2 separate regions of the Pan troglodytes genome follow, and region 1 is linked to region 2. A link is a contact called in public HiChIP or PLAC-seq data. All regions are on one chromosome and are shown on one strand. The core of a region is the stretch at or near the end of the contact, and the rest is flanking DNA. Distances in the headings are between cores, read along the strand shown. Region 1 holds the start of GRPR (gastrin releasing peptide receptor). Region 2 holds the start of AP1S2 (adaptor related protein complex 1 subunit sigma 2).

Evidence for each region. HiChIP or PLAC-seq counts read pairs in DNA pulled down with a chosen protein or histone mark.
Region 1: a contact with region 2 is called in an H3K4me3 HiChIP or PLAC-seq map of stem cell-derived excitatory neurons, with 11 times the contacts expected there. The contact joins the promoter of GRPR here to the promoter of AP1S2 in region 2. A contact is called at or near these places in 1 of 7 Hi-C or Micro-C datasets (induced pluripotent stem cells) and 1 of 1 datasets of contacts at active chromatin or transcription factors (stem cell-derived excitatory neurons).

Annotation. Positions count from the first base shown.
Region 1 is chrX:16,704,447-16,711,115 of NHGRI_mPanTro3-v2.0_pri, forward strand. It overlaps GRPR (gastrin releasing peptide receptor), which reads left to right and starts at 4,462. Exons shown (of 4, transcript XM_016944000.3): 1 at 4,462-5,285. The coding sequence starts at 4,873.
Region 2 is chrX:16,440,123-16,447,098 of NHGRI_mPanTro3-v2.0_pri, forward strand. It overlaps AP1S2 (adaptor related protein complex 1 subunit sigma 2), which reads right to left and starts at 3,921. Exons shown (of 5, transcript NM_001252535.2): 1 at 3,597-3,921; 2 at 1,253-1,431. The coding sequence starts at 3,725.

The sequences.
Region 1 (6,669 bases), core at 3,212-5,711, 260 kb after region 2:
TTTTCTTCCTCTTCTCCATCCATTCTACTTACCAGGTGTTACCTGTGGATGCATAACAAATTACCATAAAACAATGGGTTAAAACAACAAACATTTATTAACTCATGGTCTCTGTGGATCAGGAATTTAAGAGTGGCTTGGCTGGGTGATTCTGGCTCAGGGTCTTTCATGAAGCTGCAGTCAGAGAGTCAGCTGGGGCTGCAGTTATGTGAAGGCTTGACTGGGGATGGTTGATCCATTTCCAAAATGACTGACTCACATAGCTCTGGACAGGAGGTTTCAGTTCCTCCCCATGTGGATCTGTCCATAAGGTCACTTGAGTATCCTCATGACATGGCTGCTGATTTCCTTCAGAGCAAGTGATCCAAGGAGAGAGTGCAAAGAGGAAGCTGCAATGTCCCTTATCATCTAGTCTTGGAAGTTACACACTATTCCTGCTGTGTCATTCTATTTGTTAGAAGCAAGTCACTAAGTAAAGCTCACACTTAAGGGGTGGAGGTGGGGGTTAAATTAATCTACATCTCTTGAAGCAAAGAGTACTGAGAACTGGCGAATATATTTTAACCACCACACCAGGTGTTCTCCTAGCCTCAGATGTGTCTGAGAATTTCGTCTTCCTCTTTAGGCTTTCTCTTGGCATCTACATTTACTTCTGCAGTTTCATGTGACTCAAAATGAAACCCAATTCATTTTTTCCTTCCAGAAGACTCCTCTCATCTTTCTTCTAAGTTTTTAAGCCCCATAAAAAGTCACAGAATGTTGAGAAAAGAAAAGGGAACTTGAAATGATCCCAGCATTACAGGATCTGGATAGAGTCATCTGCCTCTTTTGTTCCTGCTGCAGTACTAAAATTTGACATCTCTGATTCTTCTCAAGCAAGAGTTGCTGCAGTCTTTTGAGCAGCTTCTCCGTGGTGCTGTCACAAATCTAATATTGAAATCACGCTTAGTCTTCACTGACTTTTACCACATAATCTTCTTCTCAAAGCCTAACTTCACTTGATTCTCTGTGATTCTTTTACTGTACATTTAAACTATTTGGCATTCAGGGTTCTAATTCTCAACCAGTCCTCTTAATTATTTACTTCTATGCTTTCAGACTTCACCTCTCATTTTCCATTGGCTTTCTTACATTCCCTTGTTCATCTAGCAAACTCAATATGCCTGAAGCCAAATTCAGCCTTTCCCTCCAGAAGCTTCCCTTTTGACCTTGCTCATAGCCAGTGGGAAGAGGCTTTGTCTCCACACTCTGTGGTCCCATTGAATCTACCTGTTCTCCTAAATTCTATCAAGTCACTGTTGCCCACCTCATGTTAGAGCCCCACAGAAAATCCAGTCTTTTGGAAAGATGAAAAAGGTGACTCTATTGACTGAAATAGAAACAGAAGTGACAACCCTGTCCCAACACATAAGAAAAGATGCTGAGTCATACTCCAATTCTATTCAGAAATTGGACTCCCTGAGGACAGAGATTTTATATTACATTTGTTCCATGTCATGTTCACATGTCAAAGTGACATCCCTGCCCCAACACATAAGAAAAGATGCTGAGTCATACTCCAATTCTATTCAGAAATTGGACTCCCTGGGGACAGAGATTTTATATTACATTTGTTCCATGTCATGTTCACATGTCAGAGGCATCTCATGTTCACCAGTAAATAAAAAGCTAAGCAAATGTCTGAATACGTTTGGTGTTTGGTGTTCCGGCTCTGCCGGAAGGTGACACATAATGGTAGGGATGGAAAGAGTCATTATAGTTAATTAGTTGAAATGACATAGAAATTATGGAATTAGCTTTTTTTTTTTTTTTTTTTTGAGAGGGAGTCTTGCTCTGTCGCACAGGCTGGAGTGCAGTGGCATGATCTCGGCTCACTGCAAGCTCTGCCTCCTGGGTTCACGCCATTCTCCTGCCTCAGCCTCCCAAGTAGCTGGGACTACAGGTGCCCATCACCACGCTTGGTTAATTTTTTGTATTTTTAGTACAGACAGGGTTTCACTGTGTTAGCCAGGATGGTCTCGATCTCCTGACCTCATGATCCGCCCGCCTCGGCCTCCCAAAGTGCTGGGATTACATGCGTGAGCCACCGCACCTGGCCCGAATTAGCTTTTTAAAGCATCCTTGATCCCAGAAAATATTAGATGTCAAACCTCAACACACCTTTACTCCTAAAATACCATTAGAAGAATCTATAGTGCTGTGGAACACATAATGCTAACACCAGCTATGAGAAATCAATATCTATCAGCATCCCCTTAACTTACATTGGAAGAAACACTAACCACCCAATTAGATTTAAGTAGTGAGGCTGACTCAGCACACAGGGGTGTCTAAAGAAATAAAGTGAAACAACATCCAGAAGTTCTCTTTGTGAACCAAAAATATGCCTTTTAGACCAAACTTCTTAGCAAGAATACAAGATCCATCACAATCTCACCCAAACCTGCTTCTAGCTGCATTTCACGCTGTTCTTTTTCCACCCCTGTCTTCCAATCTGGGTGACCCTCTGGATTTATAGATGTCCCTCTGCTCAATGTCATGCTCTTTCCTTTATGCCTTGATCCTAGGCACATATGATTTTCTTCATTCAAAAGACCTTGTCAACACTTAACCTTTAAGGATATCGTCTTTTCTGGAGAAAAGGTAGTTGCTTCACTCCAGAGAGGGGTTGGGGTCTAAAGAGCTGTGAGAGTACACATCTTCATGCTATTTTTCTCAGCCTCTTGCTCAGTGCCTGGCAACTGGTAGATGTTTGATAAATTTTTTTCAAGTAAATAAAGGAGTTGCTAATTCACTCGTATGAGTGCTTGCCTATTGATCTGAGGTCAATCACTCTTCTGAAGTCATTGGGCTTTTCCAAAGTAAGCCTTTCCCCCTCAATCTAATAATGATAATAATAATAAGTGCTAATATTAATTGAGCACTTACTATGTGCCAAATACTATGCAATCTTAACATGAATCATTTCATCAACTTCATAAGTTCTCCTCACCCTGCAGATGAGGAACCTGAAGCTTAAGACACTAAGTAACTTGCCATAATTATAAATGAGGGAGCCAGGATTGAAGCAGAGCCTGTGTACTGTATCATTAAGCTATATTGCTGGCACCTAATCAACACCACTGGGCTCATAGCTATTGGCTGGTTACTGGTGCTGCTGATCTCTGCCGAGAAGCTCTTCCACCTCTAGCCATGCAGCGTCAGTCTCCCTCCTGCTGGCAGAGAGGGGCGCTGAGCCTTTCATATTTACATAGAAAGCATGGCAGCAGCCTCAGTGTTGGAACCTGCCACTGGAAATGTCCATAACAACACAGTTGGGGGCTTTCTTTGTGGGCCCTGGCATGGTAAGTGCAAGTTTTGTTATTCCTTATGGGTTCTGAAAAATGAGACTTCACCTGTTAGTGACTGGCTTCACGTCATGTACCTGGAGGAGCTGGCTTCACATACATCATAAAGATGCACTCTAATAATGTATTTAGAAGTTGTTGGCTAAAGGTCTAAGCCTGATTCTAATAGCACTTCCTCAGTTAAGCTTTTTCTAGCACTCCTTCAACGATAACTTACTTCTTTTACCACCCACTCAATTCCTCAGTATTGTATCTATCACGCTTTTATAGTTCTTTATTTTCCACACAGGGCTATAAAGAGGATATTTGCTATAAAACATGGCAAACATTCAATTAAAAATGCAAATAGCTGCATCAAAATGCCGATTCATAAAATTTTTAGATCAGATGAGAAAAGACCCATTTTTCTGGAAAAGACTATTGATCATTGAGAGTTAAGAATACAGCTGGTTCCCAATTTAATTTCTCCCTGGTAAACAGAATAGGAATGGCTTGGCAAATCTACAGGAAAGAACATGTGTGCATTGTGCTTCTGGCTTTTCCAGATGTCAGTTGCTGAAGGTTTAAGGTGTGAGTCTGTGCATGTGTTTCTGAGGAGCAGTCCCTGTTCAAAGAGGCAGTGGGAAGACTGAGTGGGATAACTCACACATGGACACCCTGTGCATCAGTGTGCGTTTAATTCAAAGACAGACCTCATTTGATAGCAATATTGACATGTCATTCTAATGAATTAGAAAAAATGAGAAAATGGGATGTAAATCCCCATCTGGATTCATGGGGATAGTATCAGAAAGATTTTCAGTGCCTTTGCAGAATGCTAGCAACATTTATTAAATACCTACCCTAGGTGCTATGTGCTTACATGAGAAGCCAAAGGTATCTGTTAAGCTAGGTAGGAACTGCAGTCGGCTGGTTGCTTTTCATCTGGAGAAAGCAGGCAACTGGGCAGTGATTGAAGTGTCCAGCAGGGGGCTGGCATTCTCTGTCTATAAGTAACACTGGTTCCTCTTCAGAGCCTCAGCTCAGCGGAGCTGCCGTTTGCTGGTGAAGCCCGTGACGTGCAAAGCATCCTGCCTATAGGATTTGAGGATTTCTCAGTGCAGTTTTTTTCTACCCACTTTAAACCTCCAGATTCTAAATATCAGGAAAGACGCTGTGGGAAAATAGCAGGCCAAAAGTTCTTAGTAAACTGCAGCCAGGGAGACTCAGACTAGAATGGAGGTAGAAAGAACTGATGCAGAGTGGGTTTAATTCTAAGCCTTTTTGTGGCTAAGTTTTGTTGTTGTTAACTTATTGAATTTAGAGTTGTATTGCACTGGTCATGTGAAAGCCAGAGCAGCACCAGTGTCAAAATAGTGACAGAGAGTTTTGAATACCATAGTTAGTATATATGTACTCAGAGTATTTTTATTAAAGAAGACAAAGAGCCCGGCATAGATCTTATCTTCATCTTCACTCGGTTGCAAAATCAATAGTTAAGAAATAGCATCTACGGGAACTTTTAGGTGGGAAAAAAAATCTAGAGATGGCTCTAAATGACTGTTTCCTTCTGAACTTGGAGGTGGACCATTTCATGCACTGCAACATCTCCAATCACAGTGCGGATCTCCCCGTGAACGACGACTGGTCCCACCCGGGGATCCTCTATGTCATCCCTGCAGTTTATGGGGTTATCATTCTGATAGGCCTCATTGGCAACATCACTTTGATCAAGATCTTCTGTACAGTCAAGTCCATGCGAAACGTTCCAAACCTGTTCATTTCCAGTCTGGCTTTGGGAGACCTGCTCCTCCTAATAACGTGTGCTCCAGTGGATGCCAGCAGGTACCTGGCTGACAGATGGCTATTTGGCAGGATTGGCTGCAAACTGATCCCCTTTATACAGCTTACCTCTGTTGGGGTGTCTGTCTTCACACTCACGGCGCTCTCGGCAGACAGGTAAGTACAGGCTGAAAGTTACATGCTCTCCAAGGGTGATAGACGCCTGGGTAAATGAACTACCATGTCGGGACAGGGAGCTGATTGCACAAGGGAAGTTTTACTCAAACACGGATTCCCTTCCAGGAGGGTTTTTATTCTGGGCATGACTTCTTGAGTGTAACATATTGGTTTAAGAAAGAAAAGTGAATGATGGGGACAGAAGGAGACAGATGAGAAAAAAAAAAATCTCTAAGCAGAAAACTGAGGTGCCTTTTTCTGGAGACATATCTATTTAGCATTGCCTTTTCCTAACTTCTCCCTCCTTGCAAAATTAATTGACCAGTGAGAAAGACAATCACACCCAATAGAGTTTAAACCTCAGGCAAATGTTTTTTAGGAGCAATTGAAACCCCTCAGAGAACAGGAAAGTTCCACTGGATTTCTTCAAAACGTTCTTTCAGAAATAACCAAGAGGAGAAAATAAGCCTCATTTCTCTGAAATTCATTTTCCTCAGACAGTTTAACTTTTCTCACAGCTGATTTTGAATTTGACTCTCTGTGATAGAACAATTGTATGCCGGTTTTCCTAAGTCTCTCTTAAATGAAATCAAACATTATTTGAGTTTTTAAAATTTTCTGGAGAAAGCTCTATTCAAGGTTGATTTCTAATTTTAATATCTTTATTGACAATACTTCATATACCATGCTTTTGGGGCTTATTGTGGGGAGGAAGAGGGAGTTCACTACAGTTTTTTATTCTGGGAAATATACATATTTGCAAACTGCATTTCTTGTGTGAGCACATTGCATAAAAGTTTACGTTTATTTAGTCTTAAAACTATATATTCATTCTTTGAACATTTATCAAGTGTCTAGCATGTAAGAAACACTTACCTGAATTAACAAGTCAAGAAATAGCTGCAGGTTGTTCACATAAATTACTGAACATACTTTATGTACTTCTGTGTTCTGGAAATTGGACATAGTAATGAATAGACTTTCAGACACAGCATAGACCATATGGTCAAACCCAGAAAAACTGCTGCAATGAACCTAGGCTATAAATTTTTCACTTATAATCAACTGTATGTTATGTGTTAAAGATACAGAAGGATTTGAGAGTGTTCTGGAAAAGACATAGATGCTGCTCTTGAAAGTTTGTACTCCGAAGAAAATGTCCCACATTTTAATACATGTGGTGCTGGATTCTCATTTTGTAGAGGAACAAACAGTCCTCAGGTGATCTGGCTTTGTTGAGTAATGGACAAATAAAGATAGTGTTATCAGTATTTATAGATATGTGTTTATGCTTAGCTACCTGAAGCACACTGCCCAGCACACGACATTTTCAAAGTCTGAAAAGTAATAGCACAGAAGTAAGGTTTGCACATTGTACCGACTG
Region 2 (6,976 bases), core at 2,671-5,170:
AGGTTCTACCCATGGGGCAAAAAGCTTAAAACAAAACAAAACAAAATCACCTGACTAGATCACTGTAAAACATCTCTCACCTCTCAAATGATATGATTTTTCTATGATCTTTAATAAGACCAAACGAAACACTGGATACAAAATCACCCAAAGATACAAAATCACCAAAGATCATTCAATAATAAAGAGGAGTCCTCAGTATTTAAGAAACTTATGTCTTGTAATCTCCATTTCTTCCCAGCCATCTCCCTGACAAAATATCCAACCCATATTTGGAGTGCAATAAAGGGAAGCTGAGAAGAAAACCAGACTTCTCTCCCACCCTCATTGTATCCCATACTGTTACTTCCATGTATACTCCCCACACAAGAGAACTTTTTATATGCAGAAATGCTCTTATCTTAAATTCAGCAAATTATTCAAAAAGAAACAAATGGGGAATGAAGTAAATGTCCCCTCAAAAAATGTTCTGTAAAAGAAGAAAGTTTATTTCTTTTAACCTACTTAGAACAATCTTGAGAAATTTATTTTAGGGTATTCGGGGTTTCAGATATTTATAAAATAAAGACGTATAGCATTAAAAAAATTTTAGTGTTAAAAGCCAATCTATGAGTCATTTTGTAACATCAAATTTTTAAAAAATCTGTCCTTGGAAAAATTATCTGTCATATTTAATTGCACCCCCACCATAGCAACAAGGGTACTTAAAAGTTAATAAACACTACTTACAAACACATCTCATGTATACACAAAGTTTTTAAAACATCTATGTGATTGAAATAGTCTACATAGTCAAGGTATTTACACGTGAGTAAGATTCTGAAAATCAGATAAAAGGCATGTCAAATATTAGTCATTACTTTATAGATTTTCGGGGAAAAAGAATTAGACTCTATCTGTACTTGTCTAAATTCAGAGAATTACTCACACAATTTAAAATACTGACCCTACTTTCCCCTGCAATGAAATGAATTCATTAAACTCTTCTATAAAGATGATTAAGCATGAATAATCATTTATGCCTTTAATTATATAACTAGTTTTCAAATGATTTCCCTGCCTTTATCATTTCAGCCTCAGTAATTATCAATCAAAACACTAGTTATTTTAAAAACACAAAGCTTTACCTTAAACCTATTTCATCTAAATCTTTATTAATCATTATTTATAAATGTCATCACTAAAGTCTGCAATTTCCTAAATGACCTAACATTTGATTCTATTTCACCTTTCTGACAAATAAAAATTATACCTTTTGTAAACAATCTTCAGATCTCGCCACTCAAGGAAGCTGCACATTTTAGGTTTCCGTGCTAAAACGGTCTGAACAAGTTCTCTTGTGATCTTTTTCTTCTCTTTGTCTGATAGTGGGACATACCATTTTTGCAGTCGAAGCTTTCCCTGACGACTAAAAAGCAACATAAACTGCATCTGTTAAGATAAATAAAATCAAGATTACATGTAATACTTTGAATCAATAAAGTTAAGATTATGTGTTTCACAGAGAAGTTTTGGGGGATGGGGCATTTACATGACAAATGATTAGTAGCCATCAATATTTCTATGCCAATTAAAATAGCAAGAAATTCTTTTGGACAGATCTTCCTCTAGATGCAAACCTTCCAATCCCACCTTGTTCCACATTAAGTTTGAAGGGGAGTGTGCAGGAGAAAAAAGAAAAATGGGTAATAAGCTGAAGTGAAATTTTTGAAGAAAAATAAAGATCACTCTTTCAATTTAAGAAACTATTTTCTACCTGTGCTATACATTGCGCACTCTCTATATGCATCAAAAGAGAATGGTAGACATCAACTGGTTTGGGTACTTTTGAAAGAAACAGAAGACCTGCTATTTTTCATCCAGAGGCCGTTCTAGTTCCAGGGTGAATTACCTGTAGACAGTAGCTTATGTCTTGGAATGTTCTCCTCAGTTTATGATGGCATATTTTAAGCAAAACAGAATGATCCAAAATATTAACCGAAAAATCCCATAAATACAAATTTTCATTAATAAAAAAGTATGTTTTCATCTGACTTTTAAAGCATTCCAACTTAAATATGTACAAAATCTAGAACTGAGTTAATGTATTATGAAAAAGAAAACAAACGTTTAAAAGGCCACAATAAGATTTACACTTATTAAATAAGATTCAGCATTGAAACATTACATGAAATACTTCATTTAAAATAAAAAATAGTATCTACAGATGGAATGGATGCTGAATTCTAGTGTGTTTTATACTTAAACTAATTTGTATGTATTTATTTGTGATCTGCAAATGTGTTGATTAGTCTGCATGTTTCATTTTTAACGCCAAGCTTTTTGTAATCCAATTGGTCATATCTCAACTGCAAACAGAAGTATTGTTTCTACAAAGGTAATTTAAAGGCAGAATTCACATAGGTATCCTTTTTTCTTTTAATCACTGTTAAGTTCCTTTAACAGCGTTACTGCAAATAAGATTCAAGCATGATTCTCAAGATTCACCACACCATCTTGAATTTGAACACGGGGAGGGGAAATTTACAGAACCAATGTAGAATAAAAATGGGCCCTAAATTTCGGTAAGAAATTATCGTCGCTTTTTGTAACCACCCAAAAAGGTATCAACAAGATATCTAGAAATGTATGACGTGGCAATTCAACTTTAGTAAAGTTAAAATGGTCTTATTACCTCACTTAAAATGCGTCAGGGGAACAAAATATAAGGACATTATTAGGTGATACCAAAGTGCCTCCCGTGCAAGTCCTGAAGATAGCGGCATTCGAAGGGGGCAGCAAGTGAAGCATCAACTGGGCATTTACTGCAAACCCGTTACCAGAACTTGGAAAAGAATGGACCTCGTATTCCTAGATCTTGGTGACCAGAAAGGGTGAGGGTTTGCCTGCGAAGAGTATGGGCTCAGGGCTGTCTGGAGCAGGGTCCTGTATCCGCCCTACCACTTTGCAGGACGAAAAAACAATGTATTCTCCTTAAAATAAATTACGTCCTAACATGGGACGAAACCCGGTTGCAAAGCACGAGTATTCCTTCCCTCGTGTTAAAAACCAACGCTTTGATTTTGCCGCAAATCACAGGGCACCACAATTCCTCGAGACTGGCATTAAAAACAATGGGCTCAGCCGCGGCGCGGGCTCGGGGCCAGCGTTCCTCGGGTCCGGCCGTCGCCGGTACCTCCCCCCCACTCCCGTGGCCACACTCCATCACTGACCAAGCCCGGGCGAGGTGACCAGCAAGGAGCGGAGCAGACAATGGCATCCGCCGCCGCGCAGGGGGCGCCAAGAGTCCTCGGCCGCCACCGCCCCCGGCCCCTCCCGAAAGCGCCCAGCAAAACTTGAGGCGATTCCCGAACCACAGGTGCCGCGAGGCTGTCGCGGAGCCCGGGACTGGCCCCCACATCCCCGGGCGCGGCGCGGAGTGGTGCGGAGGGCGCGGACACGGAGAGAAGTGAGTTGCGGGCGCGGCGACCCAGTGGCGGGCCGGGCAGGCTCGGGGTGGGGTCGTCGGGGCGCGCGCGGGGTGGCGGGGGGCGCGCCCAGTCCTCCCTCCCCCTCTCCCCCATCCCCGGCGCCCCCTTTCGCCCCCAGGGACTTACGGCGGCCGCGGGCCGCGGGCGCGGCGGAGCTTGGCCGGCGGCGGCGGCGGCGGCGGCGAAGGGGAAGCCCCTGTCGCCGTGCTGAGGAAGAGAAGCCGTGGTGCTGTGGGGAGGGAACCCGGCTGGCATAGGGCAGGCTTAGGCGGAGAGGGGAGGGCAAGCTGACAGACCCCGCCCCGGGGGCCGGACGAGGGAGGAGCCGGGGCTGCGGCGAGCTGAGGGGCGGGCTAGGCGACGCGCGGGAAGCGGCTCAGCGGTCGCCAGCGGCACCGGAGGCAGCGCGGGTAACCGCTGAGTCCAAGGCAGCCGATTGGAGGTTTCTTCGCTGAGGGGAGGTGCGAACCGGAAGCCGGGCCACGTGACCCGGAAGCGGCGTTTGCCGGGCTCGCGCGCCCGCGCGCCCGCGCGCTCTTGCTGGTGCCTCCGGGACGCGCGCGGGCGGCTGTCCTGCTTGTTTAATGATAGGAGGACGGGGTTCTGCAGCGTCCTTAGCCTAGCGGGTGGTGCGGAGCAGGGAAGTTCCGGACAGCGAAGAGCCACGTTCGAGCTCTAATGATTCTCTGTGTCCCCAGAGGATGGGTCGGGGAAGTGTGACGGCTGACGAGGAGGGTGGGAGGAGACGAGGGAGTGCTGCAACTCTGGAAAAACAAGTCAGCTCTTCTGTGGAGCTCGTCACGCATTCACGGGCCTTTTGCTATGATTCTGCCTCAAAATTGTCCGGAATCCTCCCTCTCCTTCCCATTGCACTGCTCCAGCCCTAGCCCAGACACCTTCCGCCCCGAGCTTCGCGGGAGTCTGTTCCCTGGGCTCGCCTCGCCCATCCTCGGTGCTGCGGACTGGATGAGTTACTGTCCGTTCGGCTGAAAAGCCCGGACAGCACCTCACCTTCGAGATCCCGCTTCCTTCACACTGGGTCGCCCCACCAGCCGCCTGGGTTCCAGTTTAGCACTGCCGACGACTTGCTGTGCCTGGCATGTCCTTGCTCCCAAATGTCACATCTCCTATGAAGCCTCACCCTAAAACCCTGTAAGAGCGATTCCCTCTTTCACCCACATGCCCGTTAGCCTTTATTTAGCACACCTTAAATTGTATTCATTTTGCATCTCAATCTAGTTCACAGCCTGGTATATAACAACTAATAAATGTGAGTTGACTGATAAAGACTATAAAATGATAAATTTGTTAAGAGCTGTAATGCTGAGCGTAATGCCTGAGCATAATGGATGTTCATAATTTTCTGAATGATAGAATGGATGAATCATCTAGTCATTTACAGATAAGGAAAGGGGAGTCCCACGGGATTAGGTGACCTTCCTTGAAGAGCCACGGGTTTCCCATATCGAAATGCTATTCATTACCCGAGTCACCTAGGTTCTTACAAAGCAAGCGAGAAAATTGCTTTTGTTGGGCCATGCCCCTTTTGCAGAGGTTCCTAAGTATAGTCGCCAGAATTTTTTTAATGGCCTAAAGTAAAAAAAGAAATGCTAAAATTTTCACGAAGCTAAATGTAATCAATGTAAAGGAATCCTTTATTAGGGATTATATTCTTTTTGTGTACATTATAGTATCTATGAAACTAAGACAGTAGTTTTGGGGGCTTTTAAAAAATGCTTTTGTATGACAAAACAAAAAGAAATGTGTAATACTTCCCCTTTTCAAGCACTACTGTGCTGCTTGGAAAGTTTCCTACTAACATGTGTGATTAATGTATACTGGAATATTAAAGAAAGGGGACGACACACGGCACAGAGCTGGCTTTCTGTAGTTCTTTAGGTCCCCCTCGCCCCCACCAGATTTCTCCCTACCTAGTCATGCCCCAAAGGTGCTTTCGAATGTCCCATTTCTCTCTTACTACAAGAAACAGATGCCATTAACCAGTTAAAAGATAGCTCTAATGCTACACAATGAAAACTCGCCCTCTGAATCCAAATGCTGCTTTTCTCTTTTTCTGTACAAAACACTTATATCCTGAAGGTTCCTGAGATAGCCACCTCCAAGTTTAAACTCTGATTATGCTCCTAATGTTGCTCTGAAAATGAGGACGGGAGACTTGCTGATGACATACTGGCAGTCTCCTTTCCTGCTCCTAGCCAAAAAAAGGTGGGGGTAGGGGTAGGGAGGGGAAGGAATTGTGGGAAAAATAATTAGCAGCTGAAAGCAGCTATTACATAATCTTGGCTGCTTATTAATTTAGCAGAAGGAATGGCTTATTAAATTCTAATAGCAACAGCACAACTGCAAACAACCTAGCAATTAACAGTGCAGGGCCCATTATTTTGTTAATATGTTCTCTTCTTTTGGCAAGTGTATGAGAACAATTTATAGAAGCAGATGGTCTTTTTCAATAGATTATAGATGGTTTATTCCCTAGTCTTAGTATTAAGTGCTAATTATGCATTCACTGTGAAAGACAAAAGAAACATGGTTGCCATCTTTGTTAGTAATTAACTGCTTGACTTTGATTCCCACGATTTCCCAATTGTAGGCTTTGTTATATACATGTTTCTTCTCACCTAGTATCTTCTTCATCCGTCATGTCAATTGGTTATCTTTTTTAATCCTGTTTTTGTTTTCTAGATGGTCCTGATTTATTGGTGTTAATATTGATACAAGAATTATATACAAAATTCGTTTCATGAAAAACTAAAAATCAGATTTTATACTTGTTTCTTAAATTTGAAAAAAATGCTTCACTGTCATTTATGCTAAATGTAAGAGGTGAGGGGAAAATAGAAATCTTTACCTTCTAACAATAAAATTTTGAGACTTTTTATGTAATCTTTCCAAAGTTTTCAAAAATAATTTTAGTTTCCTATTAAATGTGTGATGGCCATATACTTTTATCCTCTCACTGTCTCAAAATACCATTATTTTTTTTTTAAAGGGACTATTTAAAACACATACCCACGTGGAAAATAAGAGAGGGAACATTTACATGAGGATGTCGATAAGGATGTCAGGATACACTGTCAGCTCATCATTTAAACACTGATGATTTAAAGAAAAATTGTCATATATTGATATTATGGAGGAGCAGAAGTGAGGGGAGGTTGAAATAATGCTAAATCCTCATGTGCTAAAGGGAAGAAAATAGATAACATCTAAAATAAATCACGAACTAGAATTATCAGCATATTCTTTTGATACCAGGAAGTAAATCCCAGAAGCAGTGGTGAATTTCTTTCCATGGACAGAATCTTGCAGTAGGATGTAATAAAGGGTATTATTACATTTTACTTAGGTTTTTTCTTAAATAATTTTTTAAAATATTGTAAGGAGGTAGATAAAAACCATTCCATTAGTTGCTAGCTCTGTATTATGGACTTATACAGAGTTCCTTTAGCCAGTCTATAGATTATTTAGAAATTATTAAATAAAAA